Linked DNA regions of Mus musculus: region 1 is linked to region 2. A link is a contact called in public promoter capture Hi-C data. All regions are on one chromosome and are shown on one strand. Each heading gives the region's core, a stretch centred on a gene start, on an enhancer-like site or on the middle of the called end of the contact. The rest is flanking DNA. Distances are from core to core; before and after follow the strand shown.

The links. Promoter capture Hi-C pulls out the DNA fragments that hold promoters and counts their contacts.
Region 1: a contact with region 2 is called in a promoter capture Hi-C map of the 3T3-L1 cell line, with 6 times the contacts expected there. The contact joins the promoter of 9130401M01Rik here to the enhancer-like site in region 2. A contact is called at or near these places in 5 of 39 promoter capture datasets (the 3T3-L1 cell line, the C10 cell line, embryonic stem cells and 2 more) and 1 of 9 other capture datasets (liver).

Annotation. Positions count from the first base shown.
Region 1 is chr15:58,031,495-58,037,933 of GRCm38.p6, forward strand. It overlaps 9130401M01Rik (RIKEN cDNA 9130401M01 gene), which reads right to left and starts at 2,800. Exons shown (of 6, transcript NM_029418.4): 1 at 2,590-2,800; 2 at 490-585. The coding sequence starts at 2,706.
Region 2 is chr15:55,197,767-55,204,464 of GRCm38.p6, forward strand. All of the region lies in intron 4 of Deptor (DEP domain containing MTOR-interacting protein), which reads left to right. Among named protein-coding and RNA genes, the nearest start is that of Gm26296, 61 kb to the right of the region's middle. Within about 2 kb of position 2,540, at least 47 of the 459 cell types and tissues checked have an H3K27ac peak or open chromatin away from gene starts, as enhancers often do.

The DNA of each region.
Region 1 (6,439 bases), core at 1,550-4,049, 2.8 Mb after region 2:
AGGATGGTCTTGAACTCACAGATATCCACCTACCTCTGCCTCCACCTCCCAAGTGTTGGGATTAAAGGTATATGGCACCAGACCCAGCTATATACCTTATTAATATTTGCCCAAAGATGAAATGAGACTTGTATGTGAAACAATCTGGCATCTAACTGTTCATCCCTTCCTTCTCTTGCATGTTGTGGGGTATTTTGTTCCTGTGACACGTTGGAGATTCACAGGCGAGTGGATATAAATGGGAAAGCAGACCTACAGGGATCCTCAAAGTAGTCTTTGTCTGGAATTATGAAAAAACAAAACATAATATGGACCCTGTAGAAAAGGCGTAGACTGAAGAGTCTAAGATTATCTATAGGCCCCACCAAAGACTAAATCCATCCACAAAGCACACTGCTAACCTGGCACACACTGCTCTCTGCATGTGCTACTGATGATAAAACCAGAGCCCAGCTGAAATGCCAAAGTCCCACTCGTGTTGACCCCCACCTCGTATTCCTGTCGTCTGTAGGCCAGGTCCCCTCTGAATTTCTTGAGAGTGAGAACTTCAATATCGTCACTACATTCTGTCTCTTCATAAAACCACTAGGAACCAAGAAGATAAAGTTTACGATGGCGGCTGAAGTATGCTTTTCCACTTCACAGTCAAAAGCACTTTCCCATGACACAACCATCTAAACGTCAAGGCCACACTTCTTCAGGATGACACAAGGCAAAGCAATGGACAAGGGATGGCTATATTCTGCTTTTTAAAACAGCATCTCATCGTACGCCCTCCAAGTGCTGAGATTACAGACCCGGATGACCACATCAGACTAAATGATACGTTTACATGCGCAGTAAATGTGTGCATCCCCATGTGGTGTGCGGGCCAGAGATCAACATTAGTTGTCTCAATCAGTCTCAATCTTGTTACCTCAAGACAGGGTCTCTCACTGGACCAGTCAGCTAGATCGGCTGCCAGCAAGCCCCAAGGTACTCCTGTCTCCGCCTTCCTGTGCTGGTTGGCACGCCCAGTTTATGTGAGTGCTAGGAATCATGAATCCTCATGCTAGACGCCAAACACGTCACTCACTGAGCCACCAATGACAATCTTCATGATGGCCCAGATTTTAAAAAAAATATTTTTAATACATGTTATACGTATGTGGGCCCATCCACGCTACTGAGCACATACGGAAGTCAGAGCATAACTGCTGGTTGGTTCTCTCCTTCTACTCTTCCAGCTCTGGTGATAGAACACAGTTCATCAAACTCGGCTGCAGGTGACTTTACCTGCTGAGCCATCTCTCTGACAGCCCAATTTTTATTAAAATGATAAGACGGCCTGTGAGATGCCTCGGCGGGTAAAGGCACTTGTCACTAGGTCGGACAACCTGATTTGATCTATGGGCCCCATGTGGTGGAAGGAAAGAATCAACAACTGCAGTTTGTCCCCTGACCGCCACACAGTGCCATGGCTCTCTCACCCACACACAAATAAATGAACGTGGTTTTAAAAAATAAAAGTTGTAATGATCACATGTCTATACATGTCAATGACAGATTTAAAAAATAAATAAAAGCACACGGTTTCAACCACAGTGAAGTTATTGGAAATGACATCACCAAGTGCAGTCCAGTGACTCTTAAAGTGCTATCTGCTTTCTTTTAGAGCAATTGAGAGTGAATAGGGACTGACAAAATTGTGCACAAGACGTAGGAAACTGTGATTATGGCGATGGTCCTATTATAAAAATGCTACAAAGGCACACAGAGCACAGGAAATTTTAACTGGAGTCAGGTTTCTGTGCATCCCAGACAAAGATTTGGAGGATCTGAGGACACATCTGTAAGACGACCTCTTCTGATGTAAACCCACTGGACATAAGGTGAGATCCAGATGTAACTACCAAGAAAGAATTAAAAAAAAAGGATGAAAAGCATTCTGCATGCCCAATTTTCCAGCCCCAAAGAAGCATCTCCTATTCTCTTTTACAATAAAACCTGCTGAGGCTGAAGAAAGTCTCTAAATTCTGTTGACTCAGTACAGTTAACATTGTAATAGCTTGGTTGTATTCTGAGAAATACACTTCACTGAGTATCAAGGCTCATCATAAGCGTGCTAAATTAGTGCCTCTCCTTCTACTGGGCCATCACAGTAAGAAAAACTTTGTTCTATTCTTTAAACACTGGGTCACTCGAGACGAGGTATTTGAGCCACCGTTAGGTTCGGCACTCTGCAACCATTTAGTCACATAGCTAGCCATCCCAACTCAACAATAACATATCCAAGTCTCAATACATTACTAGGAAATGATGAAACATAATTAGCTTGGAACTATTTTATTCTTCTAGGCAGCCAGCAGGCCTGCAAGGATGCTACGGCGGAGCACCTGGGCGGGGCTGGAGGCAGGAAGGGGGCGTGTGATGCTAGCCCGGGCCCGCCTGCAGGACACGTGGGTTGAGGGTGGGGGACGGAGACAGACAACCCGAGGGTACAAGAGTGAAGTCGCCGTGCTTGGTTGCAGGGCGGGTGGACAGTGACGGTGGTGGGCCTCGCCGCAGGCCGGCTCCAGAGCGGAGCGGCAAGAGGGGCAGCCGTCTCACCTGCGGCTCGCAGAGCTTGGCGCGGTAGGGGGAGGGCGGCTCGGGCCGGCGCTCCGGCCTCTGCTCGAACACCGAGTCCTCAAATTCGCCGCCCAGCACCCAGCATCCGGTCTCCATCGCGCGGAAGTGCAACTGGACCTCGAAACGAGGCGACACCTAGAGCGACGCCCATCACCCAGCCTCCAAAGCGCGCGACAGCAGCCGCGCCAAGGCTGCCGAGGCAAGGTAGAGTGTAGAGCGGCACCGGCGCGCCGCCCACACGGAAGCGGTGGGTTGTCGGCCGGAGCGTTGCATTCTGGGAGTGGTAGTCTTTCAGCGGCTGGGGATTTCCGTGGTGGAGCAGAAATTCTTGCCTGACTCCAGGGCCTCCTAAACCACCCAACAAAGGTTTTGACCTCTTTGTGTCTAGAGCTGGATAGAGTGAGTTCCTCCTGAGTACCTCGAATAGTCGTGGTCTCTGGAGAGCCAGTTAACTTGGTAAGTATCAGCTTTAAACCACTGACAGTATTCTCCCCATTTTATTTTGCATTTTATTTCTAAAATTTCTTTCCCAATAACTGTGAGAAGAGCCCGGTTATTCTTATCTTGTAAAAGGAGATACTGGGCTTGAAGAAGTCAGGTAACTTGTTCAAAAGCCCAGGGTCTCTGAAGAAGAGACCAGAACTCTTCACGCATTTACTAAAAAAACTAGACATCACAATTTAAAGACTTGGATCAAGGCTAGCAGAATTTTGAGACTTTCAAGAAACGTTTTGACTCTAGAATGTAAAGGTCGTGGACAAAACACTGGCTTGTGTTATAGAGCACTAATGTGGAGCTAGTAATAAAGCTTTTCTATTTGCCCTCACACTTGCTCCTCTTCCACCAGTTGCTTCCAGGGTTTTTCCTTCAGCCCTATTTTCTACTCTACAGACTCGTACAGGGCAACCCAAACCACCTCCCCGGATTTCAAAATTCATCTGCCCTTGGCTCACCAAATGTGGAACTCAGTGCATATTCAATAGCCTCATTGGAAGAGTCCACGCAGGGAGCCTCCAGGCAGTAGCTACTGTGGGATCCATCCAGAGAAGTTCTTTTTTAATACCTGGGGTTTTTGTTTTGTTTTCTCATCAGAAATGCAATACTTCTTATTAAGAAAAATTCAGATATTATAGAGAATTATAAGAAAAGTTCCTAATATCACCAGGAAAAAAATAATGTCCTAAAAAGGGCTATACTTGCCCTAATCCCAGTATGCCCTGTCTATGCCCAGAACTGTGTCAGCACAGTACTGAAGGACTGCAAGAGCCACGTGTGTGTGGCTCTGTTGCCTTGGCTCGCTAGCTGTGTGACCCAGTCTATAAAATGGGTATTGATTAAAATAAGGCACACAAAGCTTTAGAGGTGAAAGGGGTGTCATGGGTGTATTCAAGATCTCTGCTCCAGGAGCGGAGGAAGAGCAGAGCAAAGGCGGGCAAGGAGGAGTTCTTCCAGCTTTTTCTTTATGAAAGATATTTGATCTCAGAATGTCTTCCCTCCTGCTCAGGCCTGCTAGCTCTAGCCTCCTGCCCAACAACTGAACCAGAGCGTGTGCTAAAATGGCAGCAGTTGTTTAAGGGCTGCACGTGGGGAAGTGATAGCTCTTTGCCCTTTGCACTCAAGATTCCTGGGCTCAGTAGTTTCCAACCTTTTGCTAAAAGAACCTCCTTGCTTACTCTACTCCCACAGTCATGGCAGATTTGTCTACAAAAAGAAAGCTATGTCTATTGACTAGTAATTGTTTACCTTTCATTTGAAAATGTGAACCCAAATTTTTTTTTAAGATTTATTTATTTATTTATTATATGTAAGTACACTGTAGCTGTCCTCAGACACCCCAGAAGAGAGAGTCAGATCTCGTTATGGATGGTTGTGAGCCACCATGTGGTTGCTGGGATTTGAACTCCTGGCCTTCAGAAGAGCAGTCGGGTGCTCTTACCCACCGAGCCATCTCTCCAGCCCCCCCAAATCTTATATAACAGCCAAGGCAGGCTTCTCCCAGCTTGAGTCTACCAGCATTGCCTCCTATGATAGAATCCCAGTTGAGAGTGAGAATGTAGCCATTAGGGCCCTGGGAAACCTTATGGATACTGTAATGGCTACTCCTGGTTGTCAGCTTGACTGTATCTGGAATGAACTACAATCCAGAATTGGTAGGCTCACCTGTGATTCTAATCTGGAATCTGGGAGATACAAGTTTCTGACCTGGATCTTGGCAGGGAGATCTTGAAGCATAGTGGCTATGAATCCCAGAAGTGGTGGCACACACCTTTAATCTGGGCTACACCTTCTGCTGGAGACATACATAAGGACAATGGAAGAAGGAAGATTCACTCTCTTCTTCACCTGCTTGCCTTGTGGGACTGAGCAACTGCTAGATCCTTGGACTTCCATTCACAGCTGCTGCTGACCATTGTTGGGAGTTGGACTACTGTAAGTCATCAACAAATCCTTACTATATAGAGACTACCCATGAGTTCTGTGCCTCTAGAGACCACTGACTAATAGATTCCAAACTGTAGTTAGAATTAGGACTTTTAAAAATCCCCTACTACAGTTGAAGAGCCAGGGCTTGGAATCGGAGTTGCAAAACATGGCCTCACAGCCGGGCATGGTGGTGCACGCCTTTAATCCCAGCACTCGGGAGGCAGAGGCAGGTGGATCTCTGAGTTCGAGGGCAGCCTGGTCTACAAAGTGAGTTCCAGGACAGCCAGGGCTATACAAAGAAACCCTGTCTCGAAAAACCAAAAAAACAAAAAAACAAAAAACAAAACAAAAAAAAAACATGGCCTCACCTAATAAGCCTCAAGACAGTAAACCAATGAAATGAGAGGGCTTTAGACACTGTAACAGTTAAATCTACCCTGTAAGCTTAGAAATTGCAGGTGTCCTAGGCAGTGGTGGCACATGTCATTAATCCCAGCACTGGGGAGGCAGAGGCGGGCAGATTTCTGAGTTCGAGGCCAGCCTGGTCTACAGAGTGAGTTCCAGGATAGGCAGGGCTATACAAAGAAACCCTGTCTCAAAAAAAAAGAAAAGAAAAGAGAAAAAGAAAAGAAATTGCAGGTGTTAGGTTAGTGTTTCTCTGTTTCTCAACCTGTCTGATGCTGCAGCCCTTTAATACAGTTCTTCATGTTGTGGTGACCCCCCCCCAGCCATAATATGATTTTGTTACTGTTATGAACTGTAACATAAATAGTTTTGGAGATACAGATTTGCCAAAGGGGTTGTTACAGATCGAGAACCACTGTGTTAGAGTAAAGGCGATTTTGGCAGCTATCAAACTGAGTGGTTGCGATTTTTAAAAATGTTTCTATAGTTCAATAGCTATAAAAATCTTATTTTTTATTGAGGTGCCTGTTTGAGTTGCCCATCACAAGGCAGTGGCCACCTTTTCAGGCAACACTCCTTGCTAATCTGTTCCCCCACTGTGGCATTCCCACACACTGTAGACAGTGGTAAGGAGGTTAGAGACTGTTTTTTCAGGCTTGTAAACCTATCTCCCAGATAGGCTTTGGCCAGAGTAGCATAATCAATGCCTGTTCAATGGATGGGTGATTGTAAAGAACGGCACCAAGGAAGGCAGGTAGGCAGAGTACTTCTCAACCGTGGTTCACATGTTGCTGTCCTGCTGGTGATCTGGGGAGGGTAGAGCCAATGTTTCCCTGTGGAAGTGTCTCCCCAGTCTAGACCATGAATCTACCCTTCCTTCCTGCAGCCAGGACCTTAGATGAAGCCTGCTCTCCAGCCAGCTGTTCTCAGCAAGCCTATCACAGTCTGCCCTCAGTCTCTCCCTCCTCTTGTAATCCTCCTTGTCCTGACCAAGTACCAA
Region 2 (6,698 bases), core at 1,290-3,789:
TATCCTGCTCCCATTGGTTGGCATATTCAACTGTGGCAGGAAACTTGCCTTGCCTAACTTTCATGTCTTAACTTGCCAACCATTATGTCAGTTACCCACACATATGACTCTTTCTGCCAAGTAGGATGTCAGTTCCCAGGGAGGTTTGGGGAACTTAAAACTCTAATTGACTCCCATATAAAATGCAAACCATACTCCACGTGGCTTCTCTTATGTAGGTGTCTCTCTTATGTTGAAGGGTCCATCCTAGCGGCAGCTCATCGTACACAAATGCAGGAAATGCCACCAGGCAGTTGGTTCAGGTCCAAGCTTATAACTATACAAAGCAGTTCTAAGTGACCTGATTGTGATTGGTTTCCAAGAACACCAAACAGCATATGCAATCAACTCTGGCATGAGAGCATTTCCTGGTAACATTAGTAACAGCATCAACTGGCTGGCTAGACAGGCAGCAGTTCCTGGGCCTTAACACTTCCATCACGGAATTGGTGTGCTAAAGACTGGGCCCTGTTGTGATGTGCCACACTGGTCGTGTGCTTGGTTTGAAAGAAAACATTGCAACCGGACTGGGTGTGTTTGTTTGCTCTGAGGTAGACTCTCACTGTGCAGGCAAGTCAGCCTCTCCTGCCTCCCTCAGCCTCATACGTGCTCAGGTTACAGATGTGTTACGTTGTCACTCTTTCCCAAGGAACATTTCAGGGAAAAATAGAAGTGACCGTCCTCCTCCCTGCTCCATAGGTGGCTTACAGTCACGTGGACAGTTGACCGTGTCCAGCTCAGGAAGCTGCTTTGCTCTCTGTCCTTAGATCACTTGTGTGGGTAAGATGGAAGCCAGTGCCACTTTAGATAATCAGCTTCCTTTATTCCTTTGTGTGCAGACATTATCTTATCTCTCTCTCTCTCTTTCTCTCTCTCTCTCTTTCTCTCTAACCCTCCCTTCCCCACCCCCAAAGTTTCTCCTCTGTATAACAGCCCTGGCTGTTTTTGAACTCTCTTTATAAACCAACCTGGCCTTGAACTCACAGAGATCCACCTATCTCTTCCTCCCAAGTGCTGGGATTAAAGGCATGTATCACCACACCCAGCTCATTTTACTAATTTCTAAGGGGAAATGTAGCCTCATTATCCACACAGTAAAGAATACCTCTACCATGAGGAGTATTTTGGTAGGTCAAATGGAATGTCCTTACCTTCTGCAGAGTTGGTTTGAAAGAAAACATTGCAACTGGACTGGGTGTGGTACACAGTGAACTATCTGGTCCTTAGCCAGTAGATTAGTGTTTCTGCAACAAGAGGCTCCATTTTCACATGCCTCCACTCTCCGGCCCTGTCTGCTTTTCCTGTTTAATATCCCGTTTAATGCCAGAGCAGACTGACGATAAGGCTCTGTACTTGATTCACATGCCCAGGGACCTAGGTTTGAGCCCTAGAACTACCAAACAAGAACCAATCTACGAGCCTTGGGAATTTCACAAAAGCAAAGAAAAAGACAGAGGGTGTCAGACATTAGACACTGAGACAGTGAAAATTTTTGTTTGGGGGCTAGAGGTGGTAGGTCCGTTGTATGGCATTTGTCCAACATGCTCGAGGCCCTAGATTCAACTCCCACAACTTCAAAGGAAAAGGAAAAAAAAATCATCTATCAAGGACAGCTATTGATAGGATCGCAGTTAGAAAACATATGTGGTCCTCAGAGAGGTTTCCTCCTGCAACAGATGAGAAGAGATACAGAAACCCACAACCAGACCAGAAGGAAAGAAAATGTATGTGAGCTTTGAACACTCAGTCTTCTCACACCCTCCCCCACCCCTTTTGAGAGGATAACCCTGCCTGAAGCAGGCCTGCAAGCTCAGAAGTAGGTAGGGTAGAGGCCAGAGAATTAGTTAAAGGCCAGACTTTGTTTGCTACTTGAGACCTTATTTGTCAAGCTCTGAGACCTTATTTACATAAACAAACAAACAACTGTGTAGGAGAAAGGAGTTTACTAAGGATCGAACGCATCAAACGCTTAGCTTCAGAGTCTTAGGACTCTTAGTCCTCCTTTGTTATTTCTAGCCTATCTTTTTCTAGATCATCGAGTATGCTCTTCCCTGTGATTAACATCAAGTTTGTGCCGGGCCGGCCGGGCTGTTGGTGGATGCTTTCTGTACAATTTCAGGAGGCTGAGGCAGAAAGACTACATGTTTGGGATAGGCCTGGGAATACCCTTTTTAAACCACATCCCAAATGCAATTATAAAATAGCTGAGGATGTTGGCCAGAGATAAATGCTTACCTTGTCTGGCCTGCCTGAGGCCCAAGCATCAGTTCTTCAGAGACACAGAAAACGAGACAAAAGAGCACGAACACTTAGAGCAAGGGAGGTAGGGCCTATGGTAGCCCAGTCTAGTCTTGGGCTAAGTAGGGGGAGATGACCTTGAACTCCAGATCCTCCGGCTTCAAACTCCCAGTTGCTGGAATTACAGGAATTGCTGTAATTATCTTGCCCGGCTCTGGCAACTGATGTCTGGATTCGCTATGGAGAAATGCCATATTAAAGTGTTGAAACAATTTGCTTCTCTTTCTTTAGACTATAAGCTTTCACATTTAGCTGTTATTTCTTCAGATGTTATGTAACAGATGGCTATAAAAGAAACTTCTGGCTTCCTTAGCATAGTTATATTTCAGATTTTACCGTGTCTTAGCATGCTCCCTTATTTCATGCTTGCCTTTGGCTTAAGAGAGTGAAGTATCTTCAGTGAGGTTATCTGTACACTTGATCTAGATATATGTCTCAAGTTCCCACTCCTTAGTGGGTAAAAGGTAACAGCACTGTCGGGGAGGGAAACACAGTGATGTGTGCCAAGACTGGTATCTGTCATGAGAAGACAGAGAACCCCTCAAGGGCTCCAGGTCAGGAATGTGGTGCCAGATCTCTGACGTGAGTTATTCATTTGTTCCTCAACTGGAAACTGCACAGTAACCAACCAAGAGGAGAGATGGGTTAGTGAGCTGCCCAGATCGGGCACTCAGGCTGTGAAGGTTGCAGAGCTGGGAGAGAAAGTCAGATTATCTAACTCTAAAACCTGTGCCTAGGGGACGGATTGTGGAATGAGGGGCAGGGAGCTGGATATAAAGTAAATAAATTGAATGAATAAATAAATAAATAAATAAATAAACCAGTGCCCTTACTGGGTGTGGAAGAAGAAAACCCATTCAAGGTCACCCTCAGCTGGAGGGGCAGGGAGCGGGATATAAAGTAAATAAATAAATAAATAAATAAATAAATAAATAAATAAAACCAGTGCCCTTACTGGATGTGGAAGAAGAAAACCCATTCAAGGTCACCCTCAGCTGCATAGCAAGTTCCTGGGAAACCTGGACCATGTAAAATTCTGTCTTATAAACAAACAGGGCTGGAGAGATGGCTCAGCAGTTAAGAACACTGACTGCTCTTCCAAAGGTCCCGAGTTCAAATCCCAGCAACCACATGGTGGCTCACAACCATCTATAATGAGATCTGATGCCCTCTTCCGAGGTGTCTGAAGACAGCTACAGTGTACTTACGTATAACAAATAAATAATAAATCTAAAAAACAAACAAACAAACAACAAACACCTAAATCAGGGCCATCATGGTGAGGCTGAGATGACTTTGCCCCACCTGCCTGTTATCTGGAGTTCAATCCGAAGAGGGAAGGAGAGAACTAACTGCATACACTTGTCCTGTGACCTCCACATGTGCCATGTCGAGAAACAGGTGGCAACACACGTGTTAACCCAGCACTGGGGGAGTAAAGACGGAAGGACCCCTGGGGCTTGCTGGCTAACCGGGCAAGTGACAAGTCCAGTGAAGAGATCTTGTCTCAAGAAAGAAGAAGAGTTGAGTGTAATGAAGAACACTCAAAAGTTCCCCTCAGACTTCCCCCATGCACACACAAAGTGTGCCCCGGCACCCACAGGTGCGCATATGAACATACAGGAACCCTCCCACCACACGTGGTCTGAAACCTGTGCTCTGCCATGCACAGTGTATCTTCTTTTCTAAGAGTTCCTTAACACCACAGCCTTTCAGTAAGATTCCAGATTGTTTGTTTTTATAAGCAATGATGTCTCTTTCAGCAGACGGTGGAACTGGTAAACTTCGAAGCGAGCAGATGGTACCGTCTGCCCATCACAGAGCTAAGAGAGCTATCTGGGGCTAAGCTTGCCACTTAACAGGTGCTACACTGTGGAATAAATGTGTGTTGCTTATGCCATCACATGACTGGCTAGCTGGACTCCGTCAGGTCTTTATTTTTTGGGTTTCTCTTGGGCTGCTTTGGTCTTTGCAAAACAAAGGTATGAAACTATCTTAGTTAGGGTTTCAATGCTGTGAACAGACATCACGACCAAGGCAACTTTTATAAAAGACGTTTAATTGGGGCTGGCTTACTGGTTCTGAGGTTCAGTCCTTTATCATCATGACAGCATCCAGGTAGGCATGGCTCTGGAGGAGGAGCTGAGAGTTCTACATCTTGTTCTGAAGGCAAACAGGAGAAGACTGTCTTGCAAGCAGCTACGAGGAGGGTCTCAAAGCCCATCCCCACAGTGACACCCTTCCTCCAACAGGTCCACATCTCCCAACAGTGCTACTACCTATGGGCCATTCATATTCAAAACCACCACAGACACTTAGTGTTTGTGTCATTAAACATTTAATGAGAGAGGAGGGAAAATACCTTTCAAGGCAAAATAGAGTCTTAGCAACAATACAGATGGTGAAAATTGTACCTCTTAGTTTTATTTGAAATCAGGCTGTCTTTATATCCCATCCCCCTGGCTGGCCTACAACTTGCTTTTTAGACCAGATTGGCCTCAAACTTGCTAAAAAGTCTGCCATCTCCACTTCCAAGTACTAGGATCTATCGAAATCTGCTATCATATCTGGCTATAAATTGACATTATATATTTTCATTGGTTTGAAACTTTTCTTAGGGCCAGAGATTATACCAGGACCCTAAACATGTCCAGTGAGGAGCCTTGTCAATGCTAGGCAAATGTTCTACCTCTGAATCATTCTGAAAAATCCTTGTGATGAACTGTTGTAAGACCTCCCTGGAGAGGCAGAAGAGAAATAGCTGTTTATCTCAAATAGACCAGGAACAGAGAAACCTAAGAAACTTACCATGCCTACCTTGGTGAAATAAGTGAACCTGTTGGGGTTCCAGGAGCCTGAGTGACCCACGAACAAGCTATACCACCAAAGGGTCCCATCCCCATTGAATTTCTATCTCCTCCTATTCTTTAGTATTTTTGAGATCACACATATATGAACAGGAAGGAGTAGTGCATAAAACCTCAGAAAAGCATAAGAGGGATTATGATGATCTCATGACTCTCACCCTACAGCAAGGGAGCTCCACTCCCATTGGCTAACTAGCTGTCTGCTGTATCGTTCTGAAGGCAGAGGTGTCTGCTAGATTATCAAAGCTACTGTGCCCATGATGGCCAATGTCATGTCAAGCCCAGAGCAAAGAATTCCATACAATACTGCTACAACCTATTGTGGAATCTGTTATACTGAGACTGCTGCTCTCTGGTTGTAATCATAGCACGGTTAATGTTTCATATAATTCACCATGCCAAGGGAAAGCAGTAAGCAGTAGGTATTAGTCTATGTGCAGGTCGTAATTCAAAATACTGTTGTGAGAGTTACCATGGGGATTTTTTTTTTAAATCAGCAAACTGAAAACAAGATCACACAAACTAATTTATGTTTTACAGATTTATGCAAAAGTGTGGCTATGCACACGGAAGCCAGGTTTGGGGATACTCCTATGGCAAGTTGCTTGGTTTGTTTCTCAGTCTACATTGTACTGTGCTGGTATCAGATGGGTCCGAGAGCATGCAGAACTATCAGGGAATTCAGTGAGCTTGTATTTTTTGGTATGAGTGTTTCATTTTAGGTTTTGTCAGTGTCTCTGATTTAATTCAGCCCTGTGTGTGCTAGGAAACCCTCTGCCACTAAACTACATCCTTTTGGTTTGGGTTGGGTTGAGTTGGGTTGTTTTTTTTTTGTTGTTGTTTTTTTTGTTTTGCTTTGTTTTTTTATACAGGGTTTCTCTGTATAGCCCTGGCTGTCCTGGAACTCACTTTTGTAGATCAGGCTGGCCTCAAACTCAGAAATCTGCCTGCCCCTGCCTCCTGAGTGCTGGGATTAAAGAAAGGCATTCGCCACCACGCCCAGCAACCCACTGTTTTTGCCTCCAAGGCCAACATTATTTTTTTGTCCAAATAGTTTATCAACATTTTGACATTGCCAAGCTCCCATAAGAGTCTTTGGGTTAAAATGTCGTCCATGGTACTTTCCTAATTGGGATTCTACATTTTGAATTCTGATGAAAAAAAAAAAAAAAATCATGGGCTGTCAAGATGGCTCAGCAGTTAAGAGCACTGACTGCTCTTCCAGAGGTCCTGAGTTCAAATCCCAGCAACCACATGGTGGCTCACAACCACCAGTAATGAGATCTGACGCCCTCTTCTGGTGCATCTGAAGATAGCTACAGTGTACTTATGTATACTAGTAAATAAATCTTAAAAAAGAAATTCATATAAAAGCAAAGTACTTTCCAAAGTGGCACAAACTAATTTTCTAGGTGAAATGACTCTAGATCTTTATTATATCTATCTATCTATCTATCTATCTATCTATCTATCTATCTATCTATCTATCTATCT